2 separate regions of the Zea mays genome follow, and region 2 is linked to region 1. The links are chromatin contacts, called in public Hi-C maps. All regions are on one chromosome and are shown on one strand. Each heading gives the region's core, a stretch centred on a gene start, on an enhancer-like site or on the middle of the called end of the contact. The rest is flanking DNA. Distances are from core to core; before and after follow the strand shown.

Region 1 (3,787 bases), core at 831-3,330:
GCGATCGTGGCGGAGATCGCGGGCGGGGGATAGACGAACCCGCCGGCTCGAGCTCCTCGGCGTAAATGCTGGGATCGAAGTTTGTCACCGCGTCCTTGCCGTTGCACTTGATGGCCGCGCGGTCGTACGCCCTGCACACACACACACACACACACGACCCGACAATCCCACAGACACGGGGCATCCATCCATCAGTCAGTTTCGCGGCCCAGAGGGGGGTGGCGGTGCTCCGAGAAACGCCTCGCGGGCACACAGTGCGGTCCAATTATTTTACCTGGCGGCTTCCTCCTCGGTGTCGAACAGGCCCAAGTAGACGTACCTGCAGTGACACAGACCGGAAGTGACAGCCATGAACAATGAGATGCGCAACGACAAGGAAAGAAAAGGGGCGATGCCGATGCCGATGCAGGGACTGGGAGGAAAAGAGGAAAGCAGTGGTTGTGGGAAGAAGGAAGGAAGGAAGGAAGGAAGGCGAGAAGGGAGATGGACGGACGAGGACGACGGCATACTTCTTGCCGAGGAACTGGCCCATGCGCGCCTCCCACCTCCCGCACTTGTGGAGCGTCACGCCTCTGTACTTGGAGCTGCCCCGGGGGAACCCCGTGCTCTGCCGCCGGAGCACGTGAACGAACTCCTCCTTGCTCAGGTGGCCCATCTGCTGGTAGACGAAGGAAAGAAAAAATTACATGTATCTTTCTCGCTACATGCTCCGTATAGGAGTATAAATCACCTGCTTCATGTCGTCCTGGTAATCCTCCAGACTGAAATTGATGTCGGCCTCCACGCCGCGGAACTTGATCGCCGCCCGATCGTACGCCCTGAGGTTGGTAGGGAAAAGCAGACAGCCGGATTATTACAATTCGGCGGCGAGACCCGCTGCTATTGGCGGAGAACTTGGCATGGAGTCAGGGTAGAGAGCCAATGGGAATCGAAGACAGAGAGAGAGAAAGAGGCTTTAATTACCGAGCCGCCGCATGAGCGGTGTCAAACCCGCCTGCAAGTCGTCCACAAGCCAAGCCATTTGTGAGGGATCCAGAACCGAAAACGCCTCGGATTGGGGCAGTCACCCACCTCTCTCCCAAGTACGGATGTGTATGCATGGACATGAACGAAACTTACCCAAATAGACCTGCTTGCCGCAATCCCTGCATTGCACAAGCACAAGCAGAGGGCATGGGGGAGTGAGAGAGAGAGAGGAGGAGGAGAGAGAGAGAGGGGACACACAGACAGAGCAAGAGAGAGAGAGAGGGAGCATGGCATGGTAACAGCTCGTAAGAATAAACTTTGATAAGATGTTGCTATGAAAGGCAAAAGCAGCAGAGGCGAGAAATGCCCAAAACAAGAGGAATCCAATCCAATAGAGAACACCCCCCCCCCCCCCCCCCTCCCGGCCTCCCCTCGCGAGCTGAGCTGCTGCTACCTGCTCCGTCTCTCTCCTCGAGCTCCTCGAGAAAGGAAAGGGCGGCGGGCGGCAACGGAACTTACCATATGTGCGACTCCCACCGCCCCGTCCGGCGGTAGAACGTGACGCCGCGGTACTGCGAGCTGCGCGACCGCGGCCCGCGCCGGCTCTTCTTGCCAGCCGCCGCCGCCGCCGCCGCGGGGCCACCGGTTTGCGCGACGCCGTTACTGCCGCCCGCCGCGGGCGGTGGAGCCGCGGCGGCCAGGCGAAGCCAGCCCGCGCGCGCGCTCGACGAGCCGGGCCCGGGCGCCGCGCCGACGGCGGCCGGGGCCGGGAAGAACTGGCGCGTGACGACGGCTTCCGCGGCGGCGGCGGCCGAGTCGTCGTCCGCGTCGTCGGGTATCTCGACCAGCGCGGCCGCCGACGAGGAGGACGCGCCGGAGTCGTCGGCGGACGGGGAAGGCGGGGCGGCCTCGGCGGCCGGCGAGTCGTTAAGGTCCCACATGGCTGCTAGGCGCTGGGCTTCCTTCCTTCCTTACTTCGTACGAGGCTGGTGTGTGTGTGGTGGTGGTGGTGGTGGTCCGGACGTCCAGTTCCCTCCCTGGCTCCCTCCCTCCTCAGGCTCGATCTCCTTCTTGCCTCGCACTCCAACTCGGGTGATGAACGAACAAGAGAAGAGAATAGAGGAGCGAGGTGCGAGAAAAAGGAGGCCAAAAGCAGCCGCTGCTGCCTTGTTGGGGTATGCAAGTACTTTTCTCTTTTGTTATCCCCTTGGCAAAGACTCTTCCAACCTAGGAGAGCTCGGAGCAGAGGAGGCGAAAAGCGCCCGCCCGCCCGCGGGTAGCGGAGCCGGTGGAGGATTGCGTTGTGTTGTGTGTGCCTAGGACTAGGAGGGAGAGGGAGGCGCGCGCGCGCGGGGCCGTGGTGGTGTCTGTTGTGTTGTGTGGTGCGCGCGCGCGGTTATAAAAGGCAGCACCGCACCACATCCATGATCCATCAGCAGCACCTCACTCAGCAAGCCTAGTAAAAACAAAAGCAAAACAAGTGTCATGTTACTCTTATCGCGGCCGCGCAACAACCTAGCTAGCTAGTAGCAGTGATCATTCGCTGGTTCCTTCGTCAAAGCGACCAGATCCGATAGGCGGACACGAACGCCCGTTGGGTGCCCGGTGCTGGTGCTGGTGCCGGCGCCTTCTCCATTTGGGGGCGGCACAGGGTTTGCTCAGCGTAGCCAGCCAGCCTCAGGTTTTTTTTTTTTACTTTTACTTGACCGTCGTGTCGTCTCCCTGCAGCCGTGTCACATGTGGTGACCTGGTGCCGGTGGTCACACTTTGAAAATTGAAACAAGTGTGCTAGCACAAACCTCGGTTTTGAAGGGCATATGTTTCGTGCCATGCCGGAGAGAACCACGACGTGCCAGTAATTGCCTTCTGTCCCACGAGCGACGAGCCGCCCAAAAGATTATGTCTCCACTGAACAGGGAATGGATTTAGCGGTGCGAAATGGACACACGCCTCTCTTTTCTTCTCTTTACTGCAATCGTATCTTCTTCTTCTTCTCCTTCTTGACCAGACAAACATACATGTATGACCGCCGTGTTGATCGAGAACGGCGCTGCCTTTTCTTTTCTCTCCCCCATGCTCACCCAGAGCGTCTGCTCAACGCGTTAATCTGCCAATTTCCAGCTGAGATGACTCCCAAAATTGCTGGAACTCTCTGTCGCCAACTCAAAGCATATATATACATGGGGCATAGAGTTTCACATTAAATTGGTAATCGTGCATTCCTTAATGCTCCCATTCGTTGGTAAGGCACGGCTGCATCAACCAAAAAGCCCTGGCATAGGAAACTGACCAAACACTAGTAGTACTACAATTAGCATCGAGCCATAGCAGTGCATTAAGCCTGGCCATTCAGTGTACCACCAGCTATGCACTAAGCCATCAACTATATGGGTCTGTTTGGTTGGTTTCTCTCGCCAACCTGGCTGTGTGAGCCAGGATCACTGGAGCCTGGCTCTGGAGATGCGACCAATCTGCTCGTATCTGGTGAGCCTGGCCCAAAGTGCTTTAAAGATCGTGCGAGTCTGGATCCAAATCTACATGCAGACAACCAAACACAGAGCTCGCATGCGCATAGCCTGGCTCACAGCAACCAAACAGCAGCTACCCGCATTCCGCGATGCAAGCACGAGCAGATGCAGGCAACCAAACACACCCTATATGTACAAGCCAAATACACGTTCTCATGCTAGCGCTAATGCATCTTTATTTAGCTTGTACCAAATAGTCACACGCACAATTATTTTTTTTTCAAAGGAAAAGAAGAGGGTTGGATCCAACCCAATAATTCATAATCTCTGTCTTAGAATAGTTGTCTCAGTCA
Region 2 (3,403 bases), core at 653-3,152, 310 kb after region 1:
AGCACTTTCGCATGGTCGACGAGTTATGAGTTATCTTACGAGCCTTGCGTGTTATCAATCAGCGCATATCACCACGGAGCTCCAAACCTGCAGATCATGCAGAAAGAGAAATGGAAATATTTAGACTATCTTCTCAGAATAAGTTGCGATAAAAAGTTTGCTGGATTGCCTAGGCCTAGCAAAGCCAGAAAGGAGCAGCTATTCCGATAAGTAGGGCCGGGCTCAGAATGAAATGAGAGTGAGGATATACTTACAACAACAAGCGCCAAATGTCAAAGCCAAAGCATAATAATTGAGTTGAACAGAGGAGGATATACGCTGAAAATCTAGTCTTTTATACTTACAACACAAAAATGAGTGAGGGCCTATGCTCTCATTCCATTACACGTAGATCCGCCTCTGCCGATAAGACCAATATGCTCGAAGAAGAGTGCCGATTGATGTTTTTTTTGTCCTCTTTGTGGAACCAAAAAATGTTTAGCATGCAATGGACTAAAACAGACCTTCTTTGGAATATTGGCCTACACTAACCCACCAGGTAAAGCTTGGCAAAAGTGGCCTAGACCTCTATCTTTGAGCAAGCAGTTTCTTGTTGCAAGCAAATAGCCTTTCATATAACTGGACTGTTGATTTTGGTGATAGATCCGGAAGACCTGCTGATCATCCTTCTTCTCACGACATGACCTTTGTTGTTGTATAAACATTTCGTTTTAAGTCTTAACACAAGTTTTGTGCCCATCTGCAACTTATTCGTGGGACACATCCTAGACCATGTTTGTTTCCTTTGTAGATTATATAGTAGATTATATAATCCAGCTGAAATAAGTTTACAAATTATTAGACCATGTTTGTTTCCTTTGTAGATTATATAATCCAGCTAAAATAAGTTCATAAATTATTAGGTGGATTATATAATCTAGATATATAGATTATGATAATTCATAAGCAGATCATTAACTACTTATATAATTCATAAGCTAGATTATATATAATTTTAGAGGTAAACAAACAGTGCCTTAGAGCGTTTTTTTATTTGCAAAACTGACTTCACATTGGCATATTGTGAAATACTCACTCTGTCTTATTATATAGTTTGTTTTAGGTTTTTTTTGTCCATATTCAAATGAATAACAATAAATCTAGACACATATAATACACATACATCAAATACTGTATGAATTCATTAACACTCTTTCATTCATTAACACTATAAAACAAATACTATTTTAGGAGGAGTTTTAGGAGGAGTATCATTTGATGTGGTCTTTTAACGCTTGTAAATTGGAAATGTCTCTAGAGTCTAGCCTTATATGTCATCTCTAGGCTTGCAAATTCAGATCGAGCCATCTAAAATTTTGAGAATCTCTAGTCATTTTGTGATTCGCTCCTGTCATCGAACCCGATGGAATGGCCAATGGGTATAGATGGCCAATAAGCACGAGGCCCACGAGCCTGGCACGAAGCTCGCTGTTTGGCCCGGTCCGAGCCCATCACGGCCCGGTTCTATGCGGGCCCGAGCTGGCCCGGCACGAATAAGCGGGCCGGGCTCGGACAGGAAACTAGGCTCGGTGGGCTAGCCCGACACGGCCCGTTTACCTCTAAGCACGTTAAACCCGCTTTTTTGCACTAAAACGTGCTTTTCGGCCCGCTTTTTTCGTGCTACCGTTTAGGCCCACTGTGGGTCGGGCTCGGACAGAGAATCAAGCTCACGGGTTTAAAAGGCCCGGCCCCAGTTTTCTAATCGTTCCTCGCGGGCCAGACTTCATCCGACCGGGCCGGGCCGGGCGGCCCATTTGACCATCTTTACCAATAGGCAATGGCATGCGAAGTTCGGTGCCATGCGCCCGTGCCCCAGCAACCCAGCGGATCCCGATATCGCAGTGCTAGTGTGCTACGCGCAGTGAGTGAACCAATACCGTCACGGCGTCACTCATCCGTCCATCCCCGCGACCGCACCGCCACCGCCATCGGACCAGAGTACCAGACCACCACCTCCCCCCGCACCACGCTGCCACACTCCACCGGCCGCACCCCCACCCCGACCCGGCCACCCCGTCACCCGCCGCCGCCGTCCCCACCACAGCACACCCCGGTCCGTCCCCTCCCCTCCCCGATGTCCACCCCGTCCGTGCCACCGCCCTGCCCGCACCTCGCCGCGCACCGCCTGTCCTCACGCCCGCTGCGCTTCCTCCGCCGCTGCCTGCGCGTGCGCCCGCTCGGCCGCCCCGAGATCCGGCGGGACCCGCGCGAGCTCCCGCGCTGCTCGCCCTGCTCCGCCGCGTCCCCGTCCCCCACCTCCCGCCTCTACGCCTGCCTCTCCTGCGCCGCCGTCTTCTGCCCCTCCCACGCCGCCACGCACGCCTCCGCCTCCGCGGGGCCCGGCCACCAGATCGCCGTCGACGTCGACCGCGCCGAGCTCTTCTGCGCCGCCTGCGGGGACCAGGTCTACGATCCCGACTTCGACCACGCCGTCTTCCTCGCCCAGTCCTCCTCGCTTCTCCCCTCCACCTCCACCTCCTCCGCCTCCGCCTCCGCCTCCCCGGCCCTCCGCAAGCGCCGGCGCGTCGATTACCGCGCGTGGGCGCCAGATCCGGCCGAGTTCGCGCTCATGACCTCCGCGGACCCCACCACCTCCGCCTCAGCCTCCGCGCCGGCGGGGCTGCGGGGGCTCAACAACCTCGGCAACACCTGCTTCATGAACTCCGTGCTCCAGGCGCTCCTCCACGCGCCCCCGCTCCGGAACTACTTCCTCGGTGATCGCCACAACCGGTTCCTCTGCCCGCGCCGCACGCCCGTCAGGCACCGCGCCTCAGACGCCGACAGGGTCGCGTGCCTCGCGTGTGATCTCGACGAGATCTACTCCGCGGCCTTCTCCGGGGACCGCACGCCATACAGCCCCGCCAAGTTTCTATATAGGTCTGGACTCTGGATCTCGCGCGCTAATCGCAATGGTTGATGCCATTTCGGGCCTATAGCAGCATGCCTTACTCCTTTCTGCTGGATCCATAGCGTATTGGGAAAGCAAAGTTAATATTTATGGTAGCCAAAATGGGTTCTTGATGAGTTGTAACGTGGGAAAGAGAATCTTGCCTGAGATGTTGGGTTGTATTTCTTGCTTGCAAAGATACATTACAGTGCTATTTGGATTACATGCCTTGTATTTCAACTAGACCATGATCGTGCAGAATTGCAAATGGAACTACTTAATACAAAATGGAATGAACAGAGAATGTGCAACTGAAGAGGGAGGCATTTTTAGCATTATATGTTATTGCAATGCTAGTAGAAAAGGGAGCACAGTGACACGTCTCAATACATGGCAATTGATTAATGACATGGCATGGCATTTTTAGCGTTATATTTTATTGTAGTGCTAGTATGAAAAAGGGGGAACAGTGACAAC

Evidence for each region. Hi-C and Micro-C count contacts between places; a contact is called where the count stands out from the background.
Region 2: a Hi-C map of leaf shows a contact between it and region 1, with 2.2 times the contacts expected there. The contact joins the promoter of LOC103645851 here to the promoter of LOC100280414 in region 1. A contact is called at or near these places in 2 of 25 Hi-C or Micro-C datasets (leaf and tassel).

The regions. Positions count from the first base shown.
Region 1 is chr2:5,720,496-5,724,282 of Zm-B73-REFERENCE-NAM-5.0, forward strand. LOC100280414 reads right to left here and starts at 2,081. Exons shown (of 10, transcript NM_001153337.1): 1 at 1,486-2,081; 2 at 1,120-1,145; 3 at 964-994; 4 at 731-818; 5 at 510-655; 6 at 275-319; 7 at 40-131. The coding sequence starts at 1,907.
Region 2 is chr2:6,032,058-6,035,460 of Zm-B73-REFERENCE-NAM-5.0, forward strand. It overlaps LOC103645851 (ubiquitin carboxyl-terminal hydrolase 22), which reads left to right and starts at 1,903. Exons shown (of 3, transcript NM_001353358.1): 1 at 1,903-2,916. The coding sequence starts at 2,114.